Linked DNA regions of Triticum aestivum: region 2 is linked to region 1. The links are chromatin contacts, called in public Hi-C maps. All regions are on one chromosome and are shown on one strand. The core of a region is the stretch at or near the end of the contact, and the rest is flanking DNA. Distances in the headings are between cores, read along the strand shown. Region 1 holds the start of LOC123128563 (transcription factor TFIIIB component B'' homolog). Region 2 holds the start of LOC123128567 (COBRA-like protein 7).

Region 1 (7,035 bases), core at 637-3,136:
TGCTGTGAAAAGACATCGACAAAGAACATGACATAGGAAATGTCAGTACAAACTGTGATTGAAGGAGTATACCAGCCCATCAATATAAGAAGACAAATTTAGATGCTAGAATAAACAGCTGCCGCAGCAATGCCTAGTTCAAATAATCTATTTGAAACAGGGAAGTATCTCCATGATGAAATAAAAAGCTTGCAAGTCAGTCTGTAGCATTATTGTCAATGACTGGTTATTTTTACAACACTTTAGGTAAAAATATCTGGATAGAAAATAAGAAATGGCAGTTAAACACGAGATAGAGCTAATATCCATGCATGAATATTTGAAGTGAAAAAAGAGAGCACACCTTTGATTAGAGGATGATGGTCCTGACAGAATTGTTTTACTCTAGGAAAAGTCAAAACAAAATCATGAAACAGTAGCACAATAATGTTTCAAAAACAGAACCACCAGCTGCGTCTCAACCCAGCTCACCTTAATACGCTCTCTGGCCTCTTGTAACAATCTGAGATGCATCACACTTAGCTTCATGTGTGCTATCTCATGATCAGGTTTTTCCAGTAAAGTTTTGACTTCTGAAACTACAAAGGCCAAAAATACAAAAGATAATAAGAGCTCATATCATGTACAATCGATGCTTGGATATCTGGGCGCCGTTGTTATTTTAGCCAGATACCTTTTGTTCTTTTTTGACGAATTCTGTGAGTAAGCTTCTTGTCAGTCCGTTCTGTCAATTTATCTTTCATGGCTCTCTTACGACCAGGTGATGATACTTCACTTTTATTTTTCTGCTGCTTCTTCTCAGGCAGTTCTGATCTGTTGGAAATCCTTCGAAACATGCGAGAGTGATTAGAGAAATTTGCCAAACTAACCCATACCAAAAAGGCCATGCTGGAGGAGAAGCAAGCAATAATGTAGTGGTGGCTGCTCGTGGGGCACCACATGCAAGCTCCTGGTTTTTCACTGGGGCAAATATTGAGCTATCTACTTTAGACACAATTAGTTTTCTAACTATTCGTATCTGGCAATTGAGGACAGTGCCCTACTTAATATTTGAGCTGAACAATACACCACTATGCCCTTCAATATTAAGAAAAGTATCTTCAGAAACAATATTTTCCCTTCAATATTTGGCCTTCGTAAATTAAAAACCAACCATAGATTTAGCACAACAATGTGTGGGGCCAATTCTAGTTATATTGAGGTCAAATTCCAGATATATATTTGTCACAAACTACTTACTAACACAAAAGGTCAATACTATCTTCTATGAGAGCCTCCATGAGAGAGCAGCCCATGCTCCTCCTCACTGCTACTCCAGCTACCGTGTGGAAATAACATCAAAGTACTATCCTTGCATCAATAGCACCACCAGCCGGTTCCGACTAGCCGCTTTCTTTTCCATTTATTTGTGGCTCATGGGTGCTCTAATCCCTTTCTATGTAACTAAACATTATTTACTTCTCCTCTGAAATGCATTGGCAGTACAACTGCCTGCCCCCTCAAAGAAAAACAAACCAAGTGATCCATCCTTCCAAGTCCTCAGATACTATTTGAAATCTAGTATAGAACAACCAAATCATTCGATAGTTCTCGGGTTCTACTATAAAAGAAAAGGATGGAAATTCTGATTATTAACCCATCCAAAAGAAGAACATGTGGCACCCAAAATTAGAAATGCAGACAGCGTGCTCTTCACTGCACCTATCTTCACGCCATCCTATTATGAACCTAAATTTGCGTGCATACAGAGAGAAAGTAAATCTAACCAGGGAACATAATCCATCCACCACATCGACTAAATTAGCATGCTGCCGAAGCCCAGCATCGGAGCCACTTCCACACTATTCCTAGTTCCATTTCATCCATGTGTATACGAGTCAGGAAAACGCGAGCAGAAACTTACCAGATCGAATATCAGGAAACATAAGTAGATTGCAACCAAATCTGCACCCGTGACGCAAGGACGGCGGCGGCCAGTGAGTGGCGCTAAAGCATGCCGGGAAACCAGCAGATGGGAGAGGGAAGCAGTTGAGGGAGCGACGTGGGGGCGGGGCCGCTCGACCGAGGAGTAACCTAGGCGGGTGAGGAGAGATGAACGCGACGCGGGAGGGGAGGTGGGGCGCCGCAGGGGCGGTCGTACCGGCGGCGCGCGGAGGGGGAGCCGCGGCGGCGAGCGGAAGAGAAAGTGGTGGCTACGGCGTCGTCTGGAGCAGCGACGCTTCTGGCCCGTCGCAAAAAGTAGCTCCATAAGGCCTCTGGCCCATCATCATGGTCATCTGCAGTGGGCCATTAACCGGTCACTTGCGGCCGCGGCCCGTGCCGCCGTGCGCCTCATCCGCGCCCCCTCCTCCTCGTCGTCGTCAGTCAGCGACGGACCGAGCCGCCGAGCACCCACCCCAGCGAGCCTGCCCACCCGAACGATAACCGGCATGGCGGCGGCGCTATCCGCGCTGCTCCCGCGCGCCGCGGCGGTCCGCATGGTGGCGCCGCGCGCCCGCCCTGCCGCCGCCGCCGCGTCCCGCCTCCTCTGCGCCGCGGCGGCGGGGGAGGCGTCGAGCTCGCCCGCAGCGCCGCGGAGGCTGGTGCTCTACACCAAGCCCGGGTGCTGCCTCTGCGACGGCCTCAAGGAGAAGCTCCACGCCGCCGTCCTGCTCGCCGGCACCCCCTACTCCCTCGCCTCCCTCGAGCTCCAGGCAAGCAAAGCCAGAACCACTTCGTAATCTCTTTCTCGTGCGGAGATGGATGGATGCTTACTTTGGGGATGCTGGACTGATTCGATCAGGAGAGGGACATCACGACGAACCCGGAGTGGGAGCGGCTGTACCAGTACGAGATCCCGGTGCTGGCCAAGGTGCTCCCCGACGGCACCGAGGTACCCATTGATCCGCTCGCGACTTACCCTTTCTGCCATGTTTTCAGCTACGCAATGCAAGCTTGCACAGAGCCAAATTATGATACCAGTATCCAACATGTGGCTATATCAATGTCTCAATTCGATGAACGAAAGCAGACAGAGGTTATGCTTCGCTGGTTCACTGTAGTTGGTATAATCGCCACAAATAATAAAATCATAGCTTCGTTGTTCGATGAAGAACTATTAATCATATCAGGATATGTTTGGCCAGCACAAACTTGATAGAGGCTTACCACGCATTTGTGCCTCGACGTGCACGCGCTTATAATAAGATCACTCCAGACAAATCAGCAATTTTTTTTAAAGATAATCCGATGGTGAAGACAAGGAATTCTCTCCTACTTTCCAGCTCGCCTAAAGACCATTCCTTATTGGTATCTGATAGATATTTCAATCATTGTGAATTTGTGATGATGCATTATTTGTGAGAGTTACCCCCTTGGTGTTTTATTATTCTACAGGCTTCATTGTTTGGAATAACATGAACTGACGTAAATGTGACTACTCATATTACAGGAAATACTTCCGAGGCTGTCTCCCCGGCTAACTGTGGAGCTCATACAAAAGAAAGTATCCAGCGTGTTTGATCAGTAAGGATATAATTGTACTTCAAAACTTCAATCGTCAGCTTTGCATTTAGAGCTGCAGCTGTAAGAGTGGCAATAGGTGATATGACGATTGGTGTTATTTTCCTTTGTTGTAAGTTGTAAACCATGATTTTCAATTGCTTAACTTATTTTTTATACATTTAGTTTGGTTTACGCATGTCTTCTCAATATCGAATTCATACAGAGAAACATCCAAAACACGAGAAAGATCTAAAATGTTATTTTCTCTGTGTGTGTGTCGGGGGGCGGGTATACATGTTTAGCTGATAGTCAGCCATGCCACAAGAAAATACAGTTGCAAAACTTACAATTGTTGGTTTTCTCTTGTTAACAAGTGAAAAACTTTATGCAAGGAGCATTTACAGAACATCCGACTCATAAGCAAGATTCAGGCTAGTAAATCAATATCCAAGGGGCTCTTGGAGATAAGAGCAATGTCTGGTGTATGCAAATGCATGAGCTGCCTGGGGAAAAAATGGTTACTGAACAGATAAACAACTAAGAACATGTCTTTAGGAACATATGGTGGGCAGCCACTTTTGTAGCTGTAACCTGCTAATTCTACTATACATGGACCCTGGGATTTATCCAGATTTCATGTGAGTATAAGTTTATAATTAAACTTGGCCTAGATTTCTTACAAAATAGGACGTTAGTTTAAGCATAGAGTTGCTACATCCCAAATTCCCAACCTTGGTGCAACTCGCGATATGTTATCGAAGTGTTGCACTGTAATATAAGCTGCAAAGTAGTCTTAACATGCAAATTCTGATCTGCCCGAGGCTGGGAGGCCTGCTTTTGTTGAATTCAAATTGGAACTTGAATCTTGCTCGACTGCACAAGTACCTGGAGAAAATTCAACATAAAAACAAAATTCAGACCAGTATACCTTCATGAGTGTATATATCATGACCGTACAAGTACCTGGAGAAAATTCAACATGGAAACAAAATTCAAACCATCTTTGTTTATATCATGCATTTTCTTTTTAATTTTTTTAAAAGGTTAGGTAAAGGCGTTGTTTATTCTTTTTATTATAACTAACAGCGGTAAGGTAAGAGATGAACTGCAGTGGCGTATTCTATAGTATATTATTATTAGCAAGATACATATTAGTCCCAAATATATCAAATGATTTAATGACTACATTGGTAAACCCATACACAATTTATTTTTACCTTACTATGGTTGGGATGATGGTGCAATGGAGGTTGGTGCTGCCACTGCATTGCCACTTTGCTTGTGCCCAGGTCCATTCCCGCTATGACGCTGTGTTGGTAATTGAAGAGAGATTGTCATTGGAGGAAGTCGCATTAACATGCGACGTGAATTGGTTGCATTTAGTTTCATCCAAGCAGGGCATGAACAATGTGCACAAAGATTGGTTCTACTTGGCTGTGAATATGGAGGCATGGAAGGGGATGACATTGGCTGTGAATACGGAGGCATGGAAGTGGATGACATTTGCGTTGGAGATGAGCTAGGAGCAAATGACGGAACGAGGGCTTGCAGACGCGGAGCCAACTTGAGATCCTTGATTCTACCAAAAAACGATGGGTCTAGGCCAAGGTTCATTGAACTTGATTCTGTGATGATTTCAGCTAGCTGTTTCAGCCTCCCCATTTCTTCGTAAACGCCGTCATCTGGGGAGAGGGAAACTTGGACTATAACTGGTGGGGCAATCGTTGAGCCATTCTTATTTGTCAGATCTATGTATATGTCCTGCATGTAGGTAGCATGTTGTCACTTTATGTCAAGATCTTCTAGGAAAGATGTTAATCAGAAGAAGAAGAAAAAACCATATGAGATATAGAAAGGGGGGAGCTCATATGGTACCTCATCCAGTAAATGCCCAAGATCCTCCTTCATTTCCTCAATCAGTCCCCTCAACTGGCGAATGCTCATGTCAAGCGTTACATTGAAAATAGGCTGTGCAACTTGTAGAATGGAATCATCCTGTAGGGGTTCTAATTCTATTGTGATCCCTCCTGGGAACCCCATCATCTGTACGCACAATGGATATCCGAAGACCGATGGTGTCAGCGATAAATTCACCTGCTGAAGTGTAAGCTGGATCAAGTTTTTCCTCAATGCGTGCATGGATCGTGCACTTATGGAGGTGTTTATTGGGTCAGGAAGAACATCAAATTCTACAGCAGTGAAACTCAGGAATAATGCCTGCATAGAGACGGAAACCTGCAGAATTGTCTCGGTCAGTATTCAGTAAATCTTCTCGAGTGGCTTGAATTGGGGTTGGTAGTGGTAGCATACCGTAGTGTTGGGGACTCCAATTTGACGGTTTATCTCTTGTTGTAGCTCGGCGGCATGTGGAGTGAGTTGCGCAAGTGGCTTCAACAAGATGAAACCAGCCTGAATTTCATCTGGAGAAGTGAATGTTTTGTCGTCAAAACATGGGAACTGCTGACTGCTGTAGCAGATTGTTGACTATGGTTGATTACTGAAGGGGGTTCTAGTATTTTACTGTATATTTAGATTCATGGCATAGTTCCTATCGAAGACATGGAGCTTTGGAAGGTACGCATGGCTGGAGATAGCTGATCATGGCTGAAACCTGGTGCTGAAGAAGCCGTCCTTACCGATGAGTGTGCCGGGGGCATCAGGCACGCTGTTCCCCGGTGATCGGAATTGAAGGAGCATGAAGAAGGCCGAGAGGAAGACGACGACACCGAGGACCAACGCGACGACACACTTAGCGCTGAGAGCCGCGCCCACTTGAGCGGTGCATCGACGAACCGCGGCGCCGTTGCTGGTTGACGTCTCAGGGAGGCGTCCAGCCTGCTCAGCATCACCGGCTTTCTTGCCCATGGCGAGCGCATCTGCCACAGGTCTCTCTGGCTCCGAGGCTACCACTCAGTGTAGGTAGAGATCATCAGAGCTGGAGGGGGACTGCTGAGGCTGCGTTGCGTCCGGGATCAACCGGAAGGCTGGCGCTGGTGCTCGCCGTGGCCGCACCGGTGACGTGAACAGGGCAGGTAGTAGCACAATCAAAACTGGAGGGCACTAGTAAAATCATCAGGCCTTGTTTACACCGGCGGGTGGGCATTAGGAACGGTGGATGGGAATTGGGAAGGGGGGCAGCATAGGCCGGCTGTTTTGACTTTTGCTCGTTTCACAACTTCTTCTATCATTTAGTTTGCTTTCATGCCAGAGCTGTTCTTACTGGCATCTAAAAATCATCATCTCTTGTCTTTGCCACATAGTTAATGCAGAAAGAAACGGAAAACTTTAGTTTCGTGCTGCTATGCTAGGTTAGATGAGGCAGCGTTGTACCAAAAAACTTGGTTTGCTAGAACTTTTACCTTTTGAATTTTAGTTTAGCTTATTATGTTCTGCACATTTGGACGCTCTGTTTTGTTGTTTGGTCCGTTGTCCCTTGATAGTGGAACCCTTTTTTGGATCTTATGATTTTTTTTAATGGAAACTCTTTCGATCTTGAGGGGGTTTTGCCATCCCTTTCATGCGTTCACTTTGCTCGCATTCTTATCTTCGCCT
Region 2 (6,471 bases), core at 2,340-4,839, 330 kb before region 1:
TACTGTCTGTCTTGCAATGCGAACTCGTCCAAATCACTGTTTTATCATTGCACATAAATCTATTAGGAAAGATAAAAAATAAAATGATATGTACACAATTCGCCATTTTCAGGCGTTGTGCGTATGTGCTTCCTTCCTTCATTTCGCTATATTTAGTATAGATAGTGTTACAAAAATCATAGAAAGTTGCTCAATAGTTTTTTTTTGAGGGGTGCTCAATAGTTAGATTGAGTGTTGCATGTGCGTGTTTACTAGTTAAACAAAAACAGAACATGGTCAGATTTTCCTGAGTGCTGAAACTCGGGGAACCTTTTTCTTGGAACGTATGCCGAGATCAGAACTCGGAAATCTTCATTCAGCTGTTAGCTCGCTCTCAACATTCGCTGAGATTCTGATGTGGTGAATGCGACAGAGAGTAGAAACCGAGCAACCGGAAGAGCCACATGTCGGGCTCCTATTCGATAGGACTCTGTCGAGTCCCGAACTCGGTAGAAGGTTTGCTGAGTTTCGACCAAGGAGTACTCGGCAACAGCAGGGGACTGAGTAGTACGAACTGCCACACGGCACATTTCAATTCAACGTTTGTCTGTCGAGTTTTTCCCACCAGAACTCGGCAGAGCTTTGTACCATGTGGCATGGCATCTCTGTCAACGACCATCTCGTCTGACGGTGTAGTTTGCCGAGTTCTCTTTCTGCCAAAACTCGGCAATGCGAGCCTGAATGTTTACCGAGTTCCCGACTCGGCAAATTTAATGACTGCTGACCCGTGTCCAGCCGAGTACAGAACTTAGCGAAGAAGTCGCCGAGTTTTTTTTTTTTTGCGGGGATTATGTGCTCTGCCGAGTTCCCAAGAAACCTGGCAAAGTAGGCGAATCCAGTAATGTGGAGCATGCGCATGGTGATCCTACATTGGCACTGAGCGCACGGACCGAGTCCTCGCACCGCCCGATAAATAACTCCATGTGATAACAAACTTGGCTTATAACAGAAAAACTTGCTAAGCTAGAGGTAGATTATTCCAACACCCCCCACCCCTCACCACCACTTCGTTTGCACCAGAAGTCTTGAACCATGTGTTTTATTGTTGTGCTAGTCTTTTCCTCTCTTTTTTGAAAGGAGCTTGCCCTCCAAAAAGTCACTTTGGTACCGGGGTGCATTGGAGCCCTATTTTTTGAACTATGCCAAAATGCTATTTTGAAGTTTCAAAAAATTTTGAAAACAAATCAACATGTTTATATGAATGTATGTTACACATGTGTAAATTTTGATGCTGAAATAAGTAACCATGTGAGTTACACAAAAATGACAAAATCATGATTTTGGAAACATGAACAGTGCATGTATTATTCACTATTTGAAAATCACCATTTTTGTCATTTTTGTATAGGTTGTATATTTACTTATGTCATCACCAAACTTTACACATGTGTAATATACATTCATATGATCACGTAGAATTTTTTTCGGAATTTTTTGAAACCTTTAAATGTGATTTTCAAAGTATTTAAAATAAAGTCCTCTAATACACCCGGGTTCCAAAAATCCACTCTCCTTGCCCTCGGCCTAGTATTATTTTCGCGTCTTCAATTTACATTGCATATGTATGCCGCACCCACCCCACCAACCATCATCCAACATCTCGGATATGGAGTAAATGCGACTGTATGTCTCATCAGGTTTCAAAGTAGTAACCTAAAATTAATGGCATGGGAGAGGGCAGAACCCTTGTGGCCATCGACAGCTGAAGTCCCACGGCCAAGGGTCTCTCTTCCCAACTCGACCCAAATCTGCTGCGGATCCTCCCGCAGATCGCGAGGTCTGCCCATGGAGATGGAGAAATGGGCTGCTGGAAGAAGGTACCGATCCCTGTCTCCTCCCGCAGTTCTTGATTTCCGTTGGTTTTCGTCGTCTCTTGCTTGCTAGCTCGGAGCAGATCATGTTGCAACTTGCAACTTGAGATCCGCTCAGCACTTTCTTCTGGGTGGGATTCGTGTAGCAGAACTTTATCAGAATATGGATTTAGTTTGGGTTCTTCTGGTGGGCTTGTAGAGAACTAATAACATTGGAAGATCCAGTTCAAGCTAACTTCGCTTTCGCCATGTGGCTTGACCTAAACCTTTTCCTAATGAAAAGAAAATGTAGCTAAGTAATTAGCAGCACAGGGGGGACGGGGGGTCTGGCGAGGTGCAGGCGCACAGGGGGAGGCCTTCACTCCGCCGGTGCACCATGTTTGGAAAATGTACATGGTAGTCCTGAAAGTCTTTCAACTCCATCTTCTTAGCAAGCGAAAACGCCGTCGATCTCATCGTTGCAGAAACTGCAGTGATGAATAGTTGCAAGTCTCATGCTAACTTGGCTGTAAAAGTCTCACACGTCTTGGCCCATATTACTTCTGGAAAATCTGGATATCTTACTTGCTTGGGTCGGTTTAATTATGTAGCCAAAGATATGAGATTGGATTCATACAATATTGTTGTGCATACTAGCTCTTTGATTTTGTCTATTCTTAGTTTATGGATTATAAATCTTACTTGCTAGCTTGGGTCGGTTTAATTATGTAGCCAAAGATATGAGGTTGGATTCATTCAATATTGTTGTGCATACTAGCTCTTTGATTTTGTCTATTCTTAGTTTATGGATTATAAATCTTACTTGCTTGGGTCGGTTTAATTATGTAGCCAAAGATACAAGGTCGGATTCATACAATATTGTTGTGCATACTAGCTCTTTGATTTTGTCTATTCTTAGTTTATGGATTATAAATTTTATAGGCATGTGTTCAAATTTAATTAACTTCAAAAAATCTGCAGGATGGCACTGATCCTTGTGCTGCTGTGCTGCGTTTTTGGAGGAGATGCGTACGACGTCCTCGACCCAACCGGCAACATTACCATAAGCTGGGATTTCCAGGAAATAAAGGAAAGCTACAAGCTAAAATTGTTGCTGCTTAGCTTGTAGTCTATATATTTATTCTAATGTCTCTAGAAAAAGGTATCTTCTTAGAGGAAATTAATTGCACAAACACATAACCTATATGCATGGCTGAGGTAACACAAAACCTCAACTATAGGGATTTTCATGTTTTAGTGACTAGAGGGACCAACATTAAAAAATACAAAACTTCTAATTAATTACGTAGCCCATGTTTTCGTGACTAGAGGGACAGCCAATTAAGCTCAGCGCTTAGCATTCTGGAAAAATTTAAACATTTCAAAGCTTAAAAAATCTGAGCTTTTTAAAAAATATATCTGTTTTTCCGCTAAAATCTGAAAAAAATATATTATCTTCCCTGATCAATCTGAGAAAGTTTTAGGCCATTTTGGAGTATTTTTGTATGATCAAGAATAGATAAGTTAAACTTTAAGCCAAATTTGGCTGAATCTTACAAAAAAAATGTCCAAACTTTAAAATTAGTGGACAAAATGGGCTGAAGTTTTTTAGATTGATCGATGAAGGTGATTAGAATTACTGGAATTTTTTTCAGATGTTATGAACTGTTTCATAATATTTTGATTTCTTTTTGTAGCAATTGTGACATTTGATAAACTAGTAAAGAAAGGGTTCTATATCAATGAGAGCTAACCGTACCAAAATCTCTATTGCATGCAGGTCCTGGTTAGCCTGCACAACTACCAGCTCTACCGCCACGTCGAGGATCCAGGGTGGAGGCTGAGCTGGTTCTGGGCCGGCGACGAGGTGATCTACGACACGACCGGCGCAGAGGCAACCGAGCAAGGCAACTGCAGCCTATTTGTGGGCGCCCACAGCTGCGAGAAGCACCCGGTGATGGTTGATCTGGCGCGGGGCGTGCCATATGCCCGTCAGGTGGACCACTGCTGCCGGGGCGGGGTGCTGTCCTCGCTGACACAGAACAGCGAGGCGGCCACCTCGGCGTTCCTCATGCACGTCGGCAACTTCAAGTCCTCGAGCGACGGCATCCCCCAGAAGCCTTTCAACTTCAGCCTTGGGGTGCCTGGCTATAGGTGCAGTAACGCTACAATGGTAGCTCCAACGAGGACTCGGATCGGCAAGCACCGGCACGTCCAGGCGCTGAGTACGTCTTCTTCTACTAGTCTATCTAGCATTCTAGCTTCATCAGTTTCCTTAGAATGTTGATTTGATGAACTTGAATCGGTCTAGTCTATCTATCTAGCTAGCATAATCTGGACGTACGAGGATAGTCTATCTTCAAGGTGATCTATCTAGCATAATCTATCTACCTAGCTGTTGATTTGATGAACTTCAATCAGCCTAGTCTATCTTTAAGGTGATCTGCTGTCTAGCATAATCTGTCTAGCTAGCTGTTCATTTGATGAACTTCAATCTGTCCAGTCTATCTAGCTTCATCAGTATCAGGCTATCTCTGATCCATTATCTACAGAGTTACTAGCTTGCCGAGATGCTGTTCTTTTTGCCATAGAAAGTGGTCTCCAAGATGTCGTTGTAGAAATTGATTGTCAGGAAGTTTTTAATCTTTTATTTTAGAATCATCAGTTTCCTTTAGATTTATGTTTTGAGCAAATCAGTTTCCTTTAGATTTTTTTTAGGTGTATCAGTTTCCTTTAGATAGTTATTATATAGTCTGGGGGGCGAAATTGGGCCTGGGGGGGGGGGGGGGGGGCAACTGGGGCTATAGCCTCAGGCGTGGCCCAAGTAGCACCTATTTGCAAGAGTGTTTTTTTCTTCTGAATTTTAGACTTGGTAAAGGCCCAGCCCAGGGCAGTCCATGCTTCTTCAGTCCAGGAGTGGGCCGTGGCCGGCCTAGTCTGGAAATTATAGGCATGATGCCAAGCCGGCCAGCCCACCGTTGGTGCGGCCCACAACACGCGTCACCCTTCCACCACACGGCACGGCACACACAGACACAGAGTCGCACATAGCAGTCGTTCCTCGAAAAAAAAAAGAGGACACAACGGATGTGCCCAGGACCAGCCACCAACTGCCGCCTCACGGCGCAGCCGCCGACCGCTGCCGCGCCGGCCACCGGTCACCTGCGCAAATCAGTGCCTCCCTGGGTCCCTCCCACCCCTCGTCTAGACGGCCCACCAGCGAGTTAGCCAGTCAGCCGATGAGCCGAGAGCAAAACCGGCAACGGCGACAGTAGTGGACGGCGGGGACTGGGAGGCAACTCCTTCTCCAATCCATCTGAAATTCGGAATCCCTGCAAGTGGTGCGCAAGTAAACTGAGTTGAATCGTTTCTGATTTTCTTTCCCTAAATTCCACATAGGTCATTGTTCATTGAATCATCCCTCCCCCAAATCCCAAATTGTCTAAATAATCCATTCAAGGTCTATTTGGTACTGTTGTAAAATTGTTGATTTGAAGCTTACAAATTCACAGCAAAGGCATTGTTGTTTACTGTCATTTTGGTTTGGAGTAGTATATAGATGGTCAAATGCCATGGTTTATTTTGGTTTGGACTAGTATACATATGCAATTATGCATCTGCTCATCTTGTAATCAGTGAGAACACAAGGTACTGAGTGGTGGCCAATATCTCTAATGGAACACTATATATGGTTCAGTACTTCAAAAAAAATGTGTACTCTGGCCCGCCCAACAATTTTTTTGTACCTCTGCCACTGAGTCTAGTTTGTATCATCTAAAATTTACTTCCCTAGTTTTCTGTGTCAGTCAAAAATTAATGAGTTGATGGTGTCAATTGTACTACTTTAGTCAATTTTCTTTGGTTAAATATATAAGTCCTCAAAATTTGTATGAACAGTTAACTTAACCTATGTCCATTCACAAAGAACTTATGTCCATATCTAGATCCTTTTGTGATTGCTAATGAAGAAACGATGGGCTCGAATAATGAATCATGTCTTCATTAATTTGGTGTCAACTTTTTTAATGACGCACTTCGTTAAATTGTTCACATGTTTTCACCGAATTTTCTCTTCTGATAAGAATGAACTTCATCTTTCATTATATTGTGATTTTTTGGTGTGCTTCTAATGCACACGGTTATGTGTGATTTTAGACGTTATTTATAGCCGCTTAGTTTTAGCCCTAGTATTTGAGAAATCTTGGCTCTGCCTCAACATGACTAATTCTAATCCGATGACTATTCTTTTTTTCAATGTGTGCAGTGACGTGGCAGGCCACCTGCTTCTACTCGCAGACAGCGGTGGGCCCGTTCCGGGCGTGCTGCGTCTCTTTGCCCACGTTCTACAGCAGGACGATAGTGGAGTGCCCCCACTGCACCTGCGGCGCCTGCCCAGCTGGGACCTCCACAGCACCGCAGTGCCAGGACGCCGAGATCCGGTGCACCGGGCACATGTGCCCGATAAGGGTGCACTGGCACGTCAAGAAGAGCTACACCGAGTACTGGCGGGTGAAGCTGTCGATCAACAATTTCAATAGGTTCAAGAACTACAGTGACTGGAACATCGTCGTCCAGCACCCGAGTCTACAGGAGTTGACCCAAGTTTTCAGCTTCGCCTACGAGCCGCTTGTGCAGCGCGGCA

Evidence for each region. A called contact is a pair of places that touch in the nucleus more often than the background predicts.
Region 2: a Hi-C map of leaf shows a contact between it and region 1, with 5 times the contacts expected there. The contact joins the promoter of LOC123128567 here to the promoter of LOC123128563 in region 1. A contact is called at or near these places in 3 of 5 Hi-C or Micro-C datasets (all in leaf).

What each region holds. Positions count from the first base shown.
Region 1 is chr6A:565,731,956-565,738,990 of IWGSC CS RefSeq v2.1, reverse strand. LOC123128563 (transcription factor TFIIIB component B'' homolog) reads right to left here and starts at 1,886. Exons shown (of 11, transcript XM_044548599.1): 1 at 674-1,886; 2 at 472-578; 3 at 344-384; 4 at 1-2. The coding sequence starts at 941. LOC123129706 reads left to right here and starts at 1,994. Exons shown (of 4, transcript XM_044549764.1): 1 at 1,994-2,027; 2 at 2,110-2,693; 3 at 2,783-2,872; 4 at 3,431-3,665. The coding sequence starts at 1,994. The coding sequence ends at 3,508. LOC123128561 reads right to left here. Exons shown (of 6, transcript XM_044548597.1): 2 at 6,120-7,033; 3 at 5,794-5,903; 4 at 5,359-5,718; 5 at 4,701-5,244; 6 at 4,002-4,368. The coding sequence starts at 6,348. The coding sequence ends at 4,705.
Region 2 is chr6A:566,067,166-566,073,636 of IWGSC CS RefSeq v2.1, reverse strand. LOC123128567 (COBRA-like protein 7) reads left to right here and starts at 3,589. Exons shown (of 4, transcript XM_044548603.1): 1 at 3,589-4,054; 2 at 6,094-6,471. The coding sequence starts at 3,604.